Linked DNA regions of Mus musculus: regions 1, 3 and 4 are each linked to region 2. A link is a contact called in public ChIA-PET, HiChIP or PLAC-seq and promoter capture Hi-C data. All regions are on one chromosome and are shown on one strand. Each heading gives the region's core, a stretch centred on a gene start, on an enhancer-like site or on the middle of the called end of the contact. The rest is flanking DNA. Distances are from core to core; before and after follow the strand shown.

Region 1 (5,469 bases), core at 1,756-4,255, 490 kb after region 2:
AGCATCGCTGCCAAACCATTCTTCCTTCTCTTCCTCCCAGGCAGGCCGGCACCCCGCCCCCCTCCTGTCTGTTGTTCACCAGAGAGGACCTGGAGCAGTCCCCCCCCCCCGCCCCCCCAGCGACGCATGAGCAGAAAGACCCAGAGGAACTGCCCTACAACGCTAGGGTAGAGGAGTCCTCAGAGAAGGCCTTGTCCTGTTTTGGAGAGACTGCTAGACTCTCTCCTTGGCTTCTAGGGAGCCTAGGTCTCTCTCTCTCTCTCTCTCTGTCTGCCTCTCTGTCTCTCTCTCTCTCTGAACCCACAACCCTCCACAGCTACACAAACCACCAGTCACCCAGCTAATCTCCCTACATTGGCACTTCAGCCTGGCAGCGCCCTCCCCTCGGGGGTGGGGGTGGGGTGGGGTTTCCATGACCTCAGCGCCAGAGAATGTGGGGGATGGGCGGAACAGCTGGGCCCGAAGGGAAGGTCAGAGCAAGGCTTTGGAATTACTGGGCCACTGGAGATGTGGCTTAGTGTCACTAACCTCGCAGGTGGCAAGGCTGGCCCACCATGTCCGAGGGAGCCAGGCACCTGTGATCAGGCCTGGTGTACTAGGACATGTAGCCGGGCCTCTCCTGTGATGATTGTCAACTGGGTCATTTCTTGGCTCACCTAGTCCTCTCTTCTGACTTGTTTGAAGGTGTTTTGCAGGCTCCCTGTTGCAGCTGCGGGGCCAGCCTGCTCTGTCCACGGAGATGCTGCTCTGAGAGGAAGTATGGGGTCTCCCGAGGCCCCAAGTGGCAGCTCTGGGGCCAGCTTCAGAGGCTTGCAGGCCCTAGGGTCTGCCCAACAGCTGCTTCATCTCACTCCTTTGCCTACCCCGTCTCAGATGGATTCAAGAACAGACCTAAGGTGACCTGTTGGAGCAAACAGAAATACAGTGTAGCTGACTAAATTTGAGCATCAGAGAAATAATTTTTTTTAGTATCAGTACACACCTCATGAAATATTTGAGACATATGTTTAAAAGGGGGTTGGTGCTTATCAAGAATTCAAATTTAATAGGATGGCTGGAAATTCAGGCAGGACCTCATTTTATTTTCAAATTCTATAAATGCCCCTCTTCTCTGCTTATTTGTGGGGAGACACTTAGGAATAAGCCTACAATACACATTAATATTCTTCTGTTATTATGAAATTAATCCAGTTTTAAAGCTCTGGAACATTATTGATTTTTGGAAACATTTCTGCAACTTTTTATTAACTTCATATTTCATAGTTTATAATAAAGACTTCCAGCGGATAATTTCTTTTTCCTTCTCTTTCTTATTTCTGTATGTTGTTGTGGACTGTACTGCTGGCGGATAGAAAGGCATTCTAGTCTTACCTGACTGTGAATCAGGCTGAAGGGAATGATGCTAGCTATGTTGCCAGGCAAGGTCTGAGCTTCTGGGCTCATGAAGCCCTCATGCCCTATAACCCAAACAGAACTGGGAATGCTTGCCACCACACCTGGCCCTTTATTGCTGTTTCCTGCCCTCCTCAGTAGGGGATACACACACAGGAGGAAGGAAAGACAGACATGTGCTACTACAAACCCCAACCTCAAGATGCTAACATGCACCCTGCTTCCTTTGGAAAGTCAAGCACTAGGGTGAGTCCAGCACTCCCTGGAATGACAGATGTCCCTGGTATAAACAGAGTCATGACAGCTTGCTCTGTTCTTTGCATAGTAAGGCTCGAAACTCAACTCTACAGACCAGGGTCCCAGGTCTCTGTCTCTGGACATGTCAAGAGCCTGAACCACATTCTCAATGCAGCTCAGCTAGAAAGCCTACTCTCTCAGCCACATGGCCTCTCCTAGGTCTTCAGGGAAGAGGCTTGGGGACAGCCTGGCCCTGTGTGTAGTGGCTCCCTGGCAAGGGACCATCGAGAGACCCTCCCTGCCCTTGCAGGGAGACATCTGTGAATACCCAGCAGGGTCAGAAGTTCAGGAGCCACCCCTTTGATGTAGCCTCTCCTCAGCCACCTACGCAGACAGAGACTCCAGACTGGACTCCCACCCCCACCCCTCTGGTGCCTTCTCTCCTCCTCCTTTCAGGGCTCTCAAGCACTTGGACAGAGTGCCTTGGTTTAGGGGTGCACAGTGGACATTCCAGTCAGGGGCAGCAGGGCAGCAGCTTACAGCTCTCACTCCTGTCAATGAATAGTGGCCAGGAGGGTTCTGGCTCCACCTCTCATTTCCTCTGTCCATGAACTGTTGATTCATATGTGTCTCTCCCACCTGTTAGGTTAAGTTCCTGGTCCTCCTGGTCCTCAGTCTTCTCATCTGTGGAAGGGGCAAGAGAAGGATTAAAAAAGGCAATACAGGAGATTAGAAACTGGGTCAGTGACATAGCTCAGAGAGTACAGGTGATTGCTGCCAAGACCAGCTGCCTGCGTTTGAGCCTTGAAATGGATGATGGAGGAAGAGAAGCAACCCCACACACGTACCACACAAGAATAGCCAATAAGTAATAAAGGCAGAACATTGTCTGGCTTATAGAACATGCTTATTGAATGTGAGGTGCTGCATGGACAGCACAAGGAAGAGACAAGACGAAGCTGCTGTCTCACCCCACTCCGGCTCAGGGACTCTTTGGGAAGAAACCTGCAAGTCCTTGTGCAGTGGATTTCTGATGCCTTGTTTGGATGAGTCGTTGGAATGCTCTTCCTGCTCTGGGGGAAAGCCCACAGTACTTTCCATGCCTCCTCAAGGTAGGAAGGAGTCAGACACAAAATTCCTAGCTAGTGAGACAGCGAGGAGCGGGCATGTGACCTGGTTTCACCAATCAGAGGTGTTCACAGAAGACCTTGTCAGAAACTGAAGTGTCCTGGGGGCGACACTCTGCTCCACACCAGCCTAAGCTTCCCTAGAGAAGGTACTATGTTCACCCCTAAAATGGCATACTGGGATCTAACCCTCAGCACCCCAGAAGGCACCCTTCAGGGAAACAGTCCTGTGAATGATCAGATTAGGATGAGGCCCTAGCAGGTGCTTTGATGCAATGGCCTCCTCCTCCTCCCCCCTCCTCCTTTTTGTGTTTTTGAGACAGGGTTTTTCTGTGTAGCCCTGGCTGTCCTGGAACTCACACTGTAGACCAGGCTGGTCTCAAACTCAGAAACCTGCTAGCCTCTGCCTTCGAAGTGCTGGGATTAGAGGCATGCACCACCACTGACCTTGTCCTTCTAAAAAAGAAAAATTCAGCAGGTACGGTGGTGCACACCTTTTATCCCAGCACTCAGTGGGCAGAGGTAGTCAGATCTCCAAGTTTGAGTCCAGTCTGGTCTACAGAGTGAGTGAGTTCCAGGAGAGCCAAGGCTACACAGAGAAACCTTATCTCATAAAACAAAACAAAAACATGAGGGAGAGAGAGAGAGAGAGAGAGAGAGAGAGAGAGAGAGAGAGAGAGAGAGAGTGGGAGAAAGGGAGAAAGGGAGAAAGAGACAAAGAAAGAGAGAGAAAGGGAAAAGAAAAGAAACATTGTGGCAATAGACACATTGTGAAGTAGAGCCAAGGTCAGGTGATGCTTCCACAAGCCCAGAAGCTCCAAACCCTAAAGCATCCAGAACTGAGAAAGGTACTGAACAGATCTTCCCAAACAGCCCTCAGCAGCAAACGACCCTGCAAGCTACTGCCCACAGGACTGCTGGCTGGCCCAGACTGAGGACTTGTGAGAGGCGCCATAGCTGACCCGTACAGGGAGAAACTTCATCCTGTCTACTGTAAGCCCCAGGGGTTGGCTGTTGAAGGTTTTGTCTATTGGCCCATAGCTGGTGCCCAAGAAAGCTTTATACTGGGGCTGGAGAGATGGCTCTGCAGTTAGAAACAATGGTTGCTCTTCCAGAGGCCTCAGGTTCAATTCCCAGCACCCACTCGGCAGTTTACAACCATCTGTAACTCCAGTTCCAGTGGATCTGACGCCTTCTTCTGACTTCTGCAGGCACCGGGCACACACATAATGTGGTCATATATGCAGACAAAACACCCATACACATAAAAATAAATAAGATTTTAAAAAGAAAGGTCTGTTCAATAACTAGATGTCTTTGCAGTTCATACAGCCAGATGTGCTGGAGAGACTGAGGCTCCATGCTCAAAGAACCTGTCTCAGTTGAGGTCCAGGGAGGGACTATGTTAGCTACTCCTGAGGTACATTATCAGGGCCTCAGAAACTGTGTAACAAGACTCAAGGATCAGAGCTGTGTGGCAGGTGGCTCTGGTGCTTGGCTGCCTGTTCTTGTGGCTTTGAGACCGAACTATGAACTGAGGAGTCACAAGATACCTTGTTCCAACTCTTTCTCCTGAAAGCACAAACCACACAAGGTCCACAGAAGGTTTTGTAACCTCCTGACTGGTCTGTTCCCTTGGTCACCAGAGGAGCATTACTGAGAGCGCAGACTCTTACTCTGTGTTCACAGCCTACTTCTCTGGGTCCTAGTTTAATTTCTCTATGACAATGGTATAAAGCAGGAGAGAAGGCTGATTTAGGGGTAGTTTGATTAGAGATCTTCTCTCATTTGGACTCTGAGTATGCATGGGTGCCCATATGAGTGAAAGACAGAGACAGACAGACAGACAAAGGGAGACGAGACGGGAGTAGACAATTGAAAGTGTAGTCCAGAGGCACCAGAACTACCCACATCTGCAAGAGAAACCGGCTGTCTGGCCTCTCCCCATTTTTCTGTGCCGATCAGGTCTCAGCAAGGACAGACAAACACCATCCAGATGGGTCACTGGGAGCCCACAAGCCCCACCCACCAGGAGTCAAAGCATGAGCCACACCCAGTCCTGACTGGGAATGGCATGTTTTATGTTAAGAAACATGAGCCTCCAGGATGCCACATGGGTCTGGGAGTGACCTCTCTCTCAGAGAGCCCTTTGTGCCTGGGACAGGGGTGGCCTGTTTATTTTGGCAGGTGTCCAGGCATTGCTTACCTTAAGCTCCCACACCCCGGGGCTCCCCACCTTTCCTCTCTTCTTGTATCTCCCTTCCTCCCAGGGCACAGCCAGGCTACCAGGGCAGGAGCTCAGGAGGCCTGGCTCTGATTTCCGTGACTCAGAGAGCCCAAGGCTGGAGGCTGAGGTGACTCAAGGACAGCTGTCATAAAGAGAACAGGGTTCAGGGGGCAGCCACAGGCGAGGGGGCATGGAGCAGAGGTAAGGACATAGGTGAGCCAGGTCAGGGCTGGGAGGGAGCTGCTTTGTGACAGGCGACACCTTCTGGTTCGCTCTGCCTGGGAAGAGGGTGGGATACAGCAGGATCTGTCTTGTTGCTGGGAGACACCATCACTGAAGGTCCACAATTATAATTGCAACTGTTCTTGTTTCTTTTAAAAATTAAAAAAAAAAAAAAAAAAACACCAGAAGATTCTCGTGCTTGGCAGTCTTCCTCCCCGCGGTTGGCTCCTCTTGTGAACCCACGGCATCGTCTGCTGAGAGATA
Region 2 (5,475 bases), core at 375-2,874:
AAAAAAATCTACATGTTAGGAGACTAATAAACCTCATTTATTTCCCTTTAAGATGGCCCTTAAATCAACTGTGCTAAGATCACCTGAAGTGCCTGTTACAAAGGCAGGTTGTAGGCTTGGTAATTTAGTTTTTATTAATCACTCCACATGCTTCTGATACAAATAGCCCGCACTGCCCTATCATATCCAAAATAAAAATAAAAAACTAAAAAACAAAGTGCTTACGATATCCCGAATCTCAAAAACTCTTGGATTCGTTAAAAAAAAAAAAAAAAAAAAAAGTACTCACTAAAATTTATTCTAGGTCTAAACCTTTGCTCTGTCTTTATGAATTAAAAGTAATTTTTTTTTTTAAAAGTTAACTTTCAGGTGTTAAGCCAGAATGATTCCTGGTGTCATTGGCAAACCAGAGAAGTCTAAATATTGCCGGAAAGGAGAAATTGGTGCTGAGTATCTTTGTTTCAAGGGGAAAATTAAGGGATAGACATAATTTATTATTAAACGATTACAGAATAAAAATCAACTTAGAACCTCCATCTTTGTCTAGAAATGCCAGTATAAGCATGAATATATGTGGGCTCAAACTTTTATGGCCCCTTCCAACTTGCCACAGTATTAACTTCAAGACACCACAAAGAGAAACAGGCTCACATACCAAAAAAAAAAAAAAAAAAAAAAAAAAAAGTATTACTTGTATTCCAGATGGTTTAGAATATTTGTCTCCAAAATGTGGAGTTGGAATTACACAGTAACAACTTACATTACTATAAAGCCGTATAATTTTTGTTTGCTCTTATTACATACTTCTTTCTGCTAGCACGGGTTAATTTTAGATTTATTAAACACTTTGCATAAAGCACTTCATTCTTTGTGAAGGAAGAAACACTTCCACTACTGAAATGAAGAGACACCCCGAAGATTCAGTTAGAAGTTCGGTGTGAGGAAAACTGGTCTCCCAGTCTTTTATTCGTTGTAAGGGTTTCTCGTCCTCCCTTCACCTGTCATCTCCTCCCCTCATCCACCTGCATCAGTTTCCACACGAGTTCCTCAACTGCATCTGATGGTTCACCTCTCTTGCGTAGATCCGTCACAGCCCTTTTTCACCCGCCAGGGCTCCCGACAAGAAAAGAAAGACTGGAGAGCAGAGGTTGGAGAACAAGGGGACACGGAGACTTCCTCAGCCGGGACCTGAGTGTTCCTGCTCCGCCCTGAGCAGAGCAGCACAGCGTCCATGCTCGCCCTTCCCGACTCCCCAACACTAGCCTGAGGTGAGGGCGCTTCCTTTCGGCCTGCACAGTGTTTCTGACGGCGACGAATAAAATACTACTCTACAGCGGACCTGCGACTGACTCGCAGCAACCTAAAGTCCGGGCGTGACCCAGGGGTGGAGGATGAAGCGACTGCGACATTTACCTCACCCTTCTCCGGCCTGGCCGCTTCCGGCCTTTCCGGGTCGCCCATCGCGCAGACTCCACCAGAGCCACCCGAGCTGAGGAACTGAGCGCGGCCGACCAAATCCTAGTAGGATCAGATCGTCCTGTGCGAACCTCCTCCTGCTCCGGGCACGCCTTGCCGCGCCGGTCCTGGGTTCTAGCCGGCCCATTGAGGGGCCTTCTCTGCGGTGGCTCCGCCCAGGCACGCTACTCTCGGCGCCTGAAAGATCCGCCTTTCCTGCCGGCCCCGCCCCACTGCCTAGAGATCCGCCTACCTCAGCCGGCTCCACCCAGCGTCTCAGAGATCCGCCTACCTCAGCCGGCCCCGGCCCGCCCCGCCAGAGATCCGCCTACCTCAGCTGGCCCCGCCCCTCGCCGCCGAACTCTGCTTCCTCGGCTGGCCCGCTTCTCTTCACTGAGCAGGGTCCCCACTCCGGCGACGGCTGCGTAAGTTCAGTCCGCAGTACCAGAGCACTTCAAGCCTGTTCTTTAGCGTCGCATGACCCCGCCCACTCTTGCTCCCCCAGCTTCCGCGCTGTTGCCCAGCCTGTCATCTGCTCTGAATTCTAGAGCGTCTACTGGAATTTGCAGTCTGCCTACTTGTGCCAGACTACCTGGTACACGAGGTGACTGGCACGCCGGGACATTCCCTAGCCCTCGTGGTGCCCCAGCGACACGGTAGGTTGCACCCAGTCAGTCCAAGAGACTGCCAGAGTGGCTGTAGAGCTGCCCACTGGATGGGATGTGGAAAGCAGGGTGGGAGGTCGACACTGTTAAAAACTCCAAGGAGAAAGGAACTCTTGTATTTCAGCAACCAAAAGGAGAAACTGGAGGGGGAAAGTGTGTGCGTGAATGGAGCTTGAGAATGAGTAGGAAAAATAGCTAAATCCTGGGAAATACCTTGAAGTCTTTGTGATTGTTTAACTGAGTAATATTTATTGAACTTTCACAACCTGATAGGTTCTATTCTGCTAAGCCCTTTATGTGAATTAATCTTTGAGATATTTCCCTGTAGTCGATACTGCAATTTTCATGTTCCAGATTAAACTGAACCCGAAGATAAATAGCCAAGATTAAGCAACCAAAATACGGTAGACTCCAATATCCTTGCTACGGATACTTTTCAAAGCAAAGGTTAAAGTTGTAAAGAGATTCAACACTTTTGTATTGCAAGGGCCAAAGACAGTGAATAATGATGGTGGCAATACTCTTGGTTGAATTGCTTCTATGTTTTCAGCATATGGTACATATATGGTAGTACGACAGAAAAATATAATGAGCGGGATGGGACTGTAGCTCATTAGGTGATGATGTACAAGGCCTTGGGTTCAATCCCCAGCACTACCCCTTCTTGTATACAAACACAAATAAGATATACAAATTAAATAATAATATGGTGAAAGAAGAGTTGAGTATGGTATTGAACACCTCTGATCCCAGCATCTTGGATAGGAGCAGGAGGATCGTGAAACCAAGGTCGTCTTGGGCTAGATGGGAAGATCCAGTCTCAAAGCCAAAAACCAAAAACGTGAAAAAGAAGTAAGAGATTTTCAGTAGATTCTGGAAAGAGCCTTGTTATGACTTCAACATCTGGCAACTGCTTGGTGGTTAGCCTCTAAAATAGAAAGCAGGATAGAAATTTTGCTTTAAGCTCTAAAGCTTAATTAACCTGAAGCGAGTTATCTTTCTTGGAGCAATATGATCAAATGCTGAGTAAAAACTTTTTATATATTATAAAGTTTTCTGGGAGGAAAGTCATTCTCACAAAAGATAACTTACCAAAGATTGCATAGCAAATAAACTACAAACAAGGATTCATTCATTCAAAGTCATCAAAACAATACATCTCAAAGCATTTTTTAAGAGTAATTCTGCATGAAGGCACGGAAGAGCATTTAGATGCAGATAAGGCGACCTGCTTAATAGTCCCTGAAATGTGTTATTTTGGAAGGAAATGAATGCTTAGCGTGGCACAGAATTCCAGTCTGCTTCCTCAAGTAAGTAATATGAGGAATCCCAAGTAACCCTCCCTTCTCAGAGCACAGACATGGAGATGCATTCCTTCAGTGCTTTCCTGATGCTCCATTTGTATTGATTTCTTACAACTTTCACAGCTCTGTTCAATTAGGTCTCTTCAGCTTGCTGAAGAGTTCCACGTGGTCTTCTCACAGGGCAGACAGTATCTCCCAACCCTCCACTCAGCTGAGTGTGGATACTGGACAGCACTTTCCCTCTAGTACCTGGAAGAACCTGTTTGGACCTACACTAAAGCAAGGAGACGACTTTAAAAATGTTTTTAAAGTATATGAATATTATATCTCTGTGTGTGTAGGTAACTATGGAGTTCAGAAAAGGGTACTGAATGCCTTGGAGCTGGAGATACAGGGTACTTGGAAACTTGTATCTTCTGCAAAAGCAGCTAATCACCCCAAATTTGAAGCAGTGGGGACCTCTGTCCTTGGTGCTGATGTTACTCACAGTAGTCCAAGAGACCAAGATAAATCAACTTTTTATTTTCCATCACTTCTCAGCCCCTGAGAGACTGAAGTACAAAAGTAACCAAAGACTAAGCTATAAGCAGTGGTCATAAACAAATGCCATTTTGATTTCAGAAGCAGACAAGACAGAAATCACTCCTCTTGCTTAGCTTCACTGAGAGTTGGCTTTCCTAGTATCGTGGCTTCTCTTCTACCCTGACCTTGATTCTTTAGCCCATTCAGAAAGACCTCCAGTGGAGAGGAGGGTTACATATTTGGAAGTGTAGAGATTAGAGCCAATTTGAATAGGCTGTGTGCAGAAGAGTGCAAGCATCACATAAGGCAATGGGAATACAAGAAAGAATGAGTTAATAGTTTTAAACATCATCTTCCTAGGGTGGGAGAGATGGCTCAGCTGTTAAGAGCACCAACTGCTCTTTCTAGGTTCAATTCCCAGCTCCCACTTGGAGGCTAACAACCTTCTGTAACTTAGTTCCAAGGGACCTAACACACTCTTCTGTGCTCCATGGGCACTGCATACATGCAGTACAGACATACATATAACATACGTACATACATACATACATACATACATACATACAGGCAAAACACCAATATAGATAGAATAAGTCTATTAAAAAGTGGGGGGCATCTGTGTAAATGCCTTCACCAGTGAGCAGCTGTGAAGGATATTAAATCAGTAAATGAGTGATATTAACTACAGGTTTAAAAACATACAGGTAGCTAGGGAATCAACAAAGCCTTTGGCAATGGATTCTTAGTAGGCAGAAGAGTTCCGTTCTAAACTGGACAGCTGATTGTGCTTCAGTCTAGAAGTGTGGCTCAGCCTTGTATTTGCTGTTGTAGCTGTGACATTGTCAAAGCCATATTGAATAAAGCACTTAGCTCAAATGAATCAGCAGTCAATAATACAGACTGTCTGCTTTAGTTTCAAGAACTGTATGAAGAACATTTTCCCACAGAAATATTTTAGGCACTGGCACATCCAGGATAACCACCAGACAAAGGAAGTGAACATAGTCCTAAGTTAACGTTGGTCATCACAATTCATTAATTCAAAAATGTTAGGTGACCAAGATTGTGGCTTGAGTTTGCTCCCTGGAACTCACATAAGGCAGGAGAACCAAATCCACAAAATTGTCTTTGAACTTCTTCATCTGTGTATTTCAGATTAAAGACCTTTTAGGACACAGCTTTGGGTATACTGGGTCTTAAACTCAGCGTTTCACACATTCTAAATCATGTATTTATGTTCTACACTACTGCCTTCTTTCAGAGTATATGGAATGTTTTAGTCAAGCTATTATACTGAAGCAGATGTTAGCCTTTGAACTCAAACACACTAATGTTCAAATAATTTAGACCAGTCTAGTGTTACAAAATGTTTCTCATAACCAGCGCCTGTGCCACATTTCTGAACGTTCATTGCCTTCCTGGCCCTAAGTTTGCTACTTCTACTTACATGGGGCAGGAATCTGGTGCTCACACTCCACACCTATACATTTACTCTGGCACTTGCTCAGTGCCTTATTTTTATTTACTCA
Region 3 (5,227 bases), core at 2,493-4,992, 310 kb after region 2:
AAGAAAGAAAGAAAGAAAGAAAGAAAGAAAGAAAGAAAGAAAGAAAGAAAGAAAGAAAAAAAAGTAGCCAGGCATGGTGGCGCACGCCTTTAATCCCAGCACTCGGGAGGCAGAGGCAGGCAGATTTCTGAGTTCGAGGCCAGCCTGGTCTACAAAGTGAGTTCCAGGACAGCCAGGGCTATACAGAGAGACCCTGTCTCGAAAACAAACAAACAAACAAAGTAAGAAGGAAGAGGTGTCTAAAAGCAGTCAGTCAGGACATGCTATATGCATGTCCTAAAATATCATGAATAACACACTAATCCATACAAGGAATACATGCTAGCCCTAAATAAAATAAAACCAACAACCAAACAGCCAAAGCCAGCATAGCAATACAATGCCAGTAAGCAGTAGGAGCGTGAGTTCAAAGGCACCCGGGGTTGAATAGCAAGAAGGGTGGCGGCTCACTGTAGACTGTGTGCTTCCCGTGCCCTGGATCTGATCTCCAGCACCAAACGTGGGCAGAGGGAGACACAGGAAGAGCGATGTGTTGACAGAGGAGATTGATGTGTTGGCAAGCCAGGAAAGGCCGCGATGGCTGCCAGCTGTCAGAGGTCAGGGATCAGCTATGCAGAGGATTTTCCCGCAGTGACTCCAGGGAACCAGTCCTGGGGCTTGAGAGCTCACACTCCTGACCTCTGGGACAGTGAGAAGGCAACGTTTTCTTCCAAGCCGTGAGCCTGTGATCATTAGCTACAGCAGCCTAGAAAACGAATACACTCACTGTCCAAATATGGCTGCTGTGTTGCAACCATTATATCCCCATGTCACGGTACTCAAATTAGGAAGACAGAGTGGGAACAAGGAAACGCTTTTTAAAAAATTAGTTAGAAGACCTGTGTTTATGCTCCTTATTGTTTAACATGTTTTTAAAAGTTTAATTTAATCTAAAAATAAATTTTGTTTCATTTTGAGTCTGGGTTTCATATAGCTCAGGCTAGCTTGGAGCTTACCGTGCAAAATGAGAATGGCCTTGACCTCTGGGGTATCCCTGCCTCTGACTCCCAAGCTCTGCAGTCGCACACCCAGCCTCGGTTTGGTTCTTGTCAGTTTTGTGTGTCCAAGTTCACTCACTTATCCAGTCAACCATTCAATGAGTACACCTTGGTTACTGTCTTGGCTAGGGTTTCTGTTGCTGTGGTAAAACATCATGACCAAAAGCAGCTTGGGGAGGGGATGTTTCCTCTTGTGGTTTGTAGTCCAGCATCCCAGGAAGTCAGAGTAGGAACTCCAGGCATCAGCCTGGAGGCAGGAGCTGATGCAGAGGCATCAGTAGAAGCATGCTACGTACTGGCTTGCTCCTCATGGTTTGCTCAGCGTGATTTCTTATAGTATCCAGGACCACCAGCCCAGGGGTGGTACTGTCCTCCATAAGATGGGCCCATCCATACCAATCATTAATCAAGAAAATGCCCAGGCTTGCCCACAGACCAGACAGGGGGCATTTTCTCATTTGAGTTCCCCTCTTCCCAAATTCCCTGTTTCAAGTTGACATTAAAACTAGCCAGCACGCTTTCTTAACAAAAGAAAAACAGATAGATGGCTTGGTGGATAAAGCACTTCCCATGCACATGTGAGGACCACAGTTTGGATCCTTTGCATCAGAGTGAACACTGGTTTGGTGTGGTAGCCTGACTGTATTCTCAGACTTGAGAGATCGAGACAGGATCCTAGGAGCAAGATGGCTAGTTAGACTAGCCAAATTGGCAAGCTATGAACTCAAGCAAGAGGCCTTGCTTCAATATATAAGATGAAGAGGAACTCAGGGAGACACCCAATGTCAGACCCTGAGCTCCATGTGCACATGCACATGTGTGCATGTCCACCTGGACACACATGTGAACACACACACATACATACCACACACATACATACAAGACATTTTTAAAAGAAAGTTTTCTATTGGTGTAGATAACCAAAAATCCAGATTTTCAAAGGCTTGGGGCTCCAGTGTTCTCATGAAAAGATGGTGTTTGCCCCTTGGCTATGCCTTCTCTACTCACATAGCTCCTTCTCCTCAGAGGCATGCTGTCTACCATCCGGCAAAGCCTCATAGCTAGTCTCTGGAATACCAAGGGATAAAAAGGTTTTCCTGCTACATACTAAACTATCTCGTTGGGGCATCTCAACGGGGCCTACTACTGTCCATCTGTGTCTGGAGGCCCAGGCCAGGTTCCATGTTCCCTCCTGGAGCAGACAGGAAGAAATGCTGCAGATTTGCCTCTCACACAGCACAGATGCCTGGTCCACTGTCTGTGAATGTTGTACCACTGTGGACAACAGGAGACTGGTGTGAATAGTTCACTCTCCTTACTCCTGGGAGGTGGGGACCTGAAAGGGAAGGAAGGGCCCCTCCTGCAGGGAGGTTAGCCACATCATAGATCCGTAGCAGTGACTGGGGCCCTTGAAGGTACCAATTGCCCCCTGTTGGGTACGGAACCCTTAACCACTGACGAGGAGAAATGGTGGGCACTAGCCACACTGTCTGCTTCTGTGTTTCATACATACCTCACACATTGGAAGTTGTGAATGAGATGCCAAGTGGCTCACTCATGAAGAATGGTGTTAAATGTGTCTCATTGACACTTGTGGTGAAGCCCTCAATTTACATTGAACAACCATGTGATATTGGTCTACCAAACGTTAACTAACCTTACCAAGGGAAGAGCTAGTGGGCAGAGAGCACACTCCCAAACTTGTAAGCATCCTGCTGGTATGTTTCCAAGAGAAAGACATGGCAGAAATTGTTTGGCCTGGGCTGGGGAAATTTAGCTCAGTGGTGAGATGTCTGTCCAGTAAGCAGGAAGCTTTAGGTTCATCTCTCAGATCTGGGAAGAGAATGCTTTTGACCTCAGGAATGAATGATTTGGGCTAGGGACATGGCTCAGTGGGCACAGTTACTGTCCGAGCTCGGAACTGAACACAGTACCGCAGGCATTCTGAGCATGTGGTCTGTCACTGAGCTGCCCCAGCTCTCTGCAGTTCTACAATCTGTGAGATGCTCACACCCAGATCCCAAACTCTGGCTTTTGTACACAACTGATTTCTCACCATCTGTGACACGCACTGCTGTGCTGTGTGAAGCCAGTCCTAGTACAGGCCAAGAGACAGCTGTGAGGTCCTTGGGGACTTGATGTGAGTTATCTGAGAAGGTGTGGTGGGGTACGGGGGTGTGGTGTTTGTCTTGCCCTAGAGCTGTGGTTCTTAGCCTTCCTCGAGCTGAGACACTTTAATACAGTTCTTCATGGTGCCATGACCTTCAACCATAAAGTGATTTTCATTGCTACTTTATAACTGTAATTTGCTACTGTTATATGAATCATAATGTAAATATCTGTGTTTTCTGATAGTCTTAGGTGACCCCATGAAGAGACCATTCACCTCTCAAAGGCGTCACAACCCACAGGTTGAGAACCACACTGCCCTAGTGAAAGTTCTTATCAAAAGGAAGAGAAGAGCAGTCTAATGGATACCCTAGGACTGGCACAGTGCTGAAGGGCCTTCTGGGACTGTTGGAGGACAAGATTCACAACTGAAGTTCTCTGCCCCAGGCTGTTTCCCCAGACACACAAGTCAACAGCTGAACACACCCTTCAGCTATCTGCTCATTTGGAGACTGGAAAGTTAAACATTGCTCATACTGCGTTTGAGAGACTTCCTACCACTGAGACTCCTTGACCATTTGGGATGCTCAAAAGCTTCCAAGAAAGCATCATGTGACAGGCTGGGTGTTAGAGAGCTGGGACACTGCACCTGGATACTGCCACGCTCTAGTCTTTTTACTACTTGACACTCATTAAACAAATACAGATAGGTGGAGTGGTGGCTCGATTCCCAACAGCAAAACAAAACCCCAAAGCAAAGGATGTGAAGACAAACCTGGTATAAGGAAGTTTCTCTGGGGGAGGGAAGGGCATGAGGACCTGAAGAAGGGGCAGAGGCAGACAGACAGGAGCAGAGGCAGACAGACAGGAGCAGAGCCAGGAGGGCAGAGAAGAGGGGACAGAGGAGGACACACACACACACACACACACACACACACACACGGAGAGAGAGAGAGAGAGAGAGAGAGAGAGAGAGAGAGAGAGAGAGAGAGAGAGAGAGAGAGAGAGAGAGAACAACTAGGAACAGATGGGAACAAAGAGACAGAGAAAGAAAAAGAGAGAGTCAGAAAGACAGAGGGACAAAGAGCAGGGGTAGCAAGCAGTGCTTTTTATAAACCACTTGGTGCATCACCTGTACCTGGAGGTATGGTGGCAGGTGATGATGTAAGCAGTTGCTAGGTCCCTGGGGGAATTCTAGTGCCATGGCCTATAAGCTGACAACTTATATGAACAATGTCTTAGAAAAAACATGAAGGACCAAAGTGTGTGTGTGTGTTTGTGTATGCTTATGTAGAGATTATATTATGTATAGATGACATAAGTAAATTCTTATTGAATGACAAAAACACTAAGAGATTCTGGGTACTTACACTATGAGATGACATTAGAGCTTAAGCCCAGCAAGACTTGAGTATTTATTGCCACCCAAACTAAGCATACAGGCAGTGTCTGTATCATGGAAGCTGCCGAGTTGCACCTTTGGCCGACCTTACATGGTAAAGCTCTTAAAATAACAGTGCCTCTGATCCGAGCCTGGTGGTATGTTGTGGGTTGGTCTTATGCTCTGTGTATCCAGATGCTGATTCCGGGGCAGGACATCTAGTTACAGTCTAGACACAGGCGCTGTAATGGATATTGAAGACTCCCCTGTATCAGTGTGATGTAAAGAAAGTTCCCCAATTATCACTGATTGATTAATAAGAAGGCTGAACAGCCAGTGACGGGGCAGAGGAGATAGAAAGGCTGAACTTCTGATCCCGGTGAGGGAGAGGAGCCAGGAGAAGGATTTGGCCATGAGGCAGGTGGAGGTCAAAAAGCAGGACCATGAGATGGAAAAAAAGGGAAGAAGATTGGCCGTGAGGTCAGGCATGAGAAGGAGCCATCAAGGGAGTTCTCCATGAGCACAGACAGCTACAGCGGAGTGAGCCAAGGAGAGACTAAACACAAGTTACTCAGAGCGAGAGGCTGGCAAGTAGCTAGAGAGCGTAGAGGGTTAGGAATATCTGCTCAGTTATTGTTCTTAAAACGTGTTGAATAAATCAGTAGGTTTCCGACTCGATTATTTGGGAGCTAGCCCGGTT
Region 4 (4,759 bases), core at 265-2,764, 500 kb before region 2:
ATAATTGATTCAAGCAGTTATTCATTTACTGCTGCGGCTACAGGCTCTCAGAATTCTCACCCAACGAGAGCAAAATGTAGAACCCACAATTCTGAGCCTAGTAACAGAAGCAAAAAACAATGTATTCTTTCACCAAACTAAAATATAACTATATCGTCAACCTACTGTCCAAACAATGTATTATTTCTCCAAACTAAAATATAACTATATCATCAACCTACTGACTGCATATATCGAGTGGAGCCAGTCTATCTATGCTCCTTCAAATGCTGGTTCTATTTCAGATGGCTGTCTAAAATACGCCTCGTTTCTGTTAAATCTGTAAGATCTAGAAACCTGTTTATCCATCTAGGCTTCTGTTTGCTTCAGAACCTGAGGTTTCCTTGAAACTTGGAGCTGCAGAAGGAGCTAGCAGAACCACAGCAATGCACACACAACAGCCGGAGCAATCCTTGCTCATCAGTTACCAAATCACTCACACAAGACCTGGAGCAAATTTTTATCGAGCATCCTCAATCTACATTTCAGTTAGGGAAGACCTCACATCAATGCATATTTAGTTCCAGGCTAGTTTCTTCTCAAGATAATTACTTTTAAGAATAAAGATCAGAACCAGCTTACAGGACTCCTTAGAAAAGGCCAGTCAGTCCCTCCTCTTCACCAGGGTTTTCAGAGAGAGCGAGCCACAAAATAGCACTTCACAGTAACACCCACAAAACAACCACACGCACACACATAAAGGTTCCACCCCGACTTCCTTGGCATATTGCAGATTCTTTTCTCTAAACAGGAAGCTGTTGACAGTTCCCCTCTTATTTACAGAGTACCAAAAGCCCCCTTTACAATAATAACCACAACTTTCAAAGTCTAGAGTCTTTTCTCACGGTTCCCATTGTTGCTAATTATACATGCTGCAAATGAGGTAGAAACCAAATTCCAGACTGCTGTGGGCTGACGCAGAATCAGCAGCAGCAACAAGGAAAAGTTAGCTGCTCCCTCCAAGGCGGTGCTGGAGTTACCAGACCCCAAACAACACTGAAGGAGGGATTCCTAGAATTCAAGGGAGCAAATTTGGCTCACGCTGCAAAATGAGAATTTCTAAATAATGTATGTTAGCAAGCATTGCGCAAGAAAGATTACATTTTAACCTACTTCATGGAACACTAATCCAAATTTAACCAAGTTCCAGAGACTGCCTGAAATTCGTGACTGGAAGCTGCTTCACATTCTTTGGCTCCGTTCGTCAGTAACTGCTCTTGAAGGCAAAGTTGTAGGAGGTTAAGAGGGGAGGGAAAACCATCAGGGGCTGTGAAACCACGTAACTCCTGTGTATAAAGCAAACCGATTACCTCACGCTGAAGAAGTGGGGGTTTAGTAGTCCATGCTCCTGCAGCCCCTGGGAAGCAACAACCACAGCTGTAGGGACAGCAACAGCGGCGGCGGCGGCAGCAGCAGCAGCAAGGTCCAGCATCCACCAGATTCTCACAAGCCTTTGACTGTGCGGACTCAGCCACAGACTCTGCCTCTGGCTGACGTCAAAGTCCCTGTCACATGGCCAGATAAAAGCCAAGAGAGCATTGGTTGTCGTAGCAACCACAGACTGGCTCTGAAATTATTTCAATAGGTCATCTGTCACTGATGTGTGTGCTCGTGTGTGTGCATATCTGTGTGTGCATGTATGTATACACATGGATTGCAAAACCATTGTGAACAGTGCCCGGCAGATAATTTCAACCCTCAAAGTTGTGACTCACGAGTGCCTGCAACTTTCATCATTAAAGCCTGCTTGTCCTTTCTCTGGTTGCCAGAAAATGCATGCTGTGACCCTTAGTCTTACTATCACAGCACAGAGCCCCTCCCCCTCCAGTCAAAAAAAGAAGCTGAAAACATTCATGAGGTGGTTTTCTTAGTGAATTAAATTCCCCTCTAAATAAACTGAGAGAAAACAGCTTTCAAGAGATTGTTGGTGGAAAAACTGTATATTCTTGAAACTGAATCCTCATCGGTGTCCCGAGAGCATGCCGATGAAAGATGGTGTGGCTGAAGGAGCCTGACAGGAAGGAAGCATGCTGCAAAAAGCAGGGTAGATAAAGCCAAGTCGCATGCCACCTAAGATTCCTTGCAAAAATGATGACCAGAACACTTCCACAAGGGCACAACTTTAGAAGGACCTGGAGATGATGAGAAAAGGGGCCAGACCCCTCCGCAGGTCCCACACTCTACCCTCCCACGATTCTCTGGTCCATAACGGACTGAGGGAGTTTCATGTTGAGTGACTGGTTCGGCATCCCACAGATGGAATCTCCCTACCACAGAGGAGTCAACAGTGCAGCCCACCTGTTCCCAAATTACAGCTTCATTGCCTTCAGGGACACGTTAGCTGATCTTTAGCTCTGTGTGAGTGCTTATGACCCAGTTCGTTCTCATTCTTAATTAACAGGAAGCCAATTAAACAAAATTGAGTAAAACCCATAGGAAGGCATTATGAAAAACCCATTTAGAAAATGTGGACTCATTCAAAAAACAAAGGAGCTGAAAGGTGGGGAGAAGAAAGAGGTGGTGTGCCTGGGTCATTAGGACTATACACAGACACAGTCACACACACACGCACACGCACACACACACACACTGCGCCTGCACGTGCAAGCATACAAACATGTGCACACACACATAAATGCATGCACACACTCATATTCATATGTGTAACACACTCACACATGTGTGCATACACACACTATGAGATATGAGTGACTCTGTGGCCAACTGGTTTTGTTCTGTGACTCTGTCTTCAGTAGAATAGAAGCTGATCTTTCACAGGACTAATGGCCTATCTGCTTGGCCACAGAAGCATCCCGTTCCCCCATTCCATCTTCCATGCTAGCTCCAATGAAGAGAGAGAATGGGTTTTTATTGGAAGTTATTTTTCTGATGCTATTGGTTGTACCGTGGCAAATGTAAAGGCAAAGTGTAAAGTTAGATTCTTTACTTTCAGACTGAAGACAGTCAGGAATGGACCTACTTGTTAGAATGACAGCAGCTGAACCCAGTGTCTGTGCAAATTGGTTTGAATGCCTTATAAGGGGCAGACTTAAGCAACAGGTCTATTTTCTAGACTTGTGTTCTACATATAATTCTGGTTCTCTGTTTAGGAGTGTGGGTCCTTGCTCTGGGCTGGGAGGGAGGAAGGTGTAGGAAGGGAAGTGTAGGTGTCCAGGGATCAAGTTCTCCCTGCTGGCTGCCTGACTTGACTTAGCCCAGGCTCTGAAGCTATGCTGCCTTGTCAATCGTTTCTCCATTTTATTCAGTTTAATATCAAGAAAATAAAACTGCAATGTCACCCTCTACCAGTAGGTGGTGTCCTCTGAAGCAAGACATTCTCAGAACCTCTACATTTCAATACTTTAAACAAATTTGTTTATTCTGAGTCTCCTATCATGTTTATAAGTATGCTTCACTGTACATAGACTTAGGTTTAAATTGCTGGCAGGTTAGGTAACCACTGGACCGTTATTCACCACTAGAAGATGTGTGTACGTAGACCTATTTCCTGTAGCATGCACCCAACCCTCAGCCACCCATTCTCCTCTGTAAACCACATAGGATTGAGTTTTTTGCTTACATATAAGGAAGGGAGCAGTCTTCTGTAGGGTTAAAACCATAGCATGATCTCCTTGGAGCTCAGACATTTGGCTAATTAGTTTAAGGTAACAGGCAGCACACAAGCGCCTTCGCCCACGACACTGCCTTACACTGAATATGTGTCATCTCTTTTTTCTGAATGCCAGGTCATTTTTGAGGTTAAAATGACTCACCTGTTTTTAAAATATGCACTCAAACACAGGTCTCCCTGATAATTTTACTTGCCACAAACGAAGGCAGGTCCAACTATTATTATTCTGACTGTTTTGCCAGCAACACGGGGTAAATGCCACTGAATGAGCTTCGCGTGCATCAACTAGCACATGCTTTGAGCTGTGAGGAGATAATTCTAGTCAGCCCGAAACCCCCCAATACTGCTAGGCAGTGATGTCAGGGCCTCTACTGTCTTAGCATCAGTGGGAGGCTCTGTATCTATTCTTGCAGCTCTCTGCCTCAAATCTTATCTCTTATGATTGGACCTTGGTCAAGTTATAAAAGTGCCCCTAGCAGCAGTGCCCACATGACAAGGTTGTTGAATTACAAGGGAAATAGATGATACAATTTGGACACCTGCCACAGGGCAGGGGCTCAATGTGTCTGCCAGCTCTTGTTTATCTGCCCAGCTCGGATGCTCGTCTGAAGACCTTCAGGGCAGGAGTCTTATTTTTATGATGCCAGTGGTTAGAACAGAGCCCAGGCACAGCAAGGGCTCACGGATGACTCATGGATTAGGGAAAGAATGCGGAGCAACAGGAACACAAGATGCTTTTCTTTTTCAAATAACATGGAAGAGAGGCTTTCTGTGAGCCCTCTACAACCAATGAGGCAGAAGGGAAAAACAGAAGACAAAAGTGTTGAGTTCTCACGAAATCTTCTAACAATGGATGGTTCCAAGTAAATCAATCTAACCCTAGCTAAGTCACGAGTAAGTTATATGCTGACATTCCTTACTGGGTCTGCCACTGGTATCAAACCCAGGTCCTTGTGATCGATGCAGAGTACTCTATCAAATGAATTATAGGCTCCTAGTTTTAATTTTTTTTATGAGGGGGAGAAAGATTTTCAGCATCCAGGAATTGTAGAGTCTTTATCTAGCTTTGTTCTAGGAGTAATAAGACAC

The links. Promoter capture Hi-C pulls out the DNA fragments that hold promoters and counts their contacts. ChIA-PET counts read pairs in DNA pulled down with a chosen protein or histone mark. HiChIP or PLAC-seq counts read pairs in DNA pulled down with a chosen protein or histone mark.
Region 1: a promoter capture Hi-C map of liver shows a contact between it and region 2, with 4 times the contacts expected there. The contact joins the promoter of G930009F23Rik here to the promoter of Rrm2b in region 2. A contact is called at or near these places in 4 of 39 promoter capture datasets (embryonic stem cells, liver and pre-B cells) and 1 of 115 datasets of contacts at active chromatin or transcription factors (bone marrow-derived macrophages).
Region 3: a contact with region 2 is called in a FOXA1 HiChIP or PLAC-seq map of pancreatic cancer cells. The contact joins the enhancer-like site here to the promoter of Rrm2b in region 2. A contact is called at or near these places in 11 of 39 promoter capture datasets (the 3T3-L1 cell line, 3T3-L1-derived adipocytes, the C10 cell line and 5 more), 1 of 484 Hi-C or Micro-C datasets (bone marrow-derived macrophages), 6 of 115 datasets of contacts at active chromatin or transcription factors (astrocytes, embryonic forebrain, embryonic stem cells and 1 more) and 2 of 9 other capture datasets (adipose tissue and liver).
Region 4: a contact with region 2 is called in an RNA polymerase II ChIA-PET map of effector CD8 T cells, with 14 read pairs. The contact joins the promoter of Ncald here to the promoter of Rrm2b in region 2. A contact is called at or near these places in 4 of 115 datasets of contacts at active chromatin or transcription factors (effector CD8 T cells, forebrain, neural progenitor cells and 1 more) and 3 of 9 other capture datasets (adipose tissue, liver and pancreatic islet).

What each region holds. Positions count from the first base shown.
Region 1 is chr15:38,452,503-38,457,971 of GRCm38.p6, forward strand. It overlaps G930009F23Rik (a long non-coding RNA gene), which reads right to left and starts at 3,006. Exons shown (of 6, transcript XR_875184.1): 1 at 2,601-3,006; 2 at 2,269-2,313; 3 at 657-901.
Region 2 is chr15:37,959,431-37,964,905 of GRCm38.p6, forward strand. It overlaps Rrm2b (ribonucleotide reductase M2 B (TP53 inducible)), which reads right to left and starts at 1,625. Exons shown (of 9, transcript NM_199476.1): 1 at 1,414-1,625. The coding sequence starts at 1,461. Gm49085 (a long non-coding RNA gene) reads left to right here and starts at 1,728. Exons shown (of 2, transcript XR_003951596.1): 1 at 1,728-2,111.
Region 3 is chr15:38,268,254-38,273,480 of GRCm38.p6, forward strand. No RefSeq gene overlaps it. Among named protein-coding and RNA genes, the nearest start is that of Gm35248, 28 kb to the right of the region's middle. Within about 2 kb of position 3,743, at least 16 of the 459 cell types and tissues checked have an H3K27ac peak or open chromatin away from gene starts, as enhancers often do. A contact at or near this core is called in pancreatic cancer cells, where this site is marked.
Region 4 is chr15:37,457,868-37,462,626 of GRCm38.p6, forward strand. It overlaps Ncald (neurocalcin delta), which reads right to left and starts at 1,515. Exons shown (of 4, transcript NM_001170868.1): 1 at 1,350-1,515.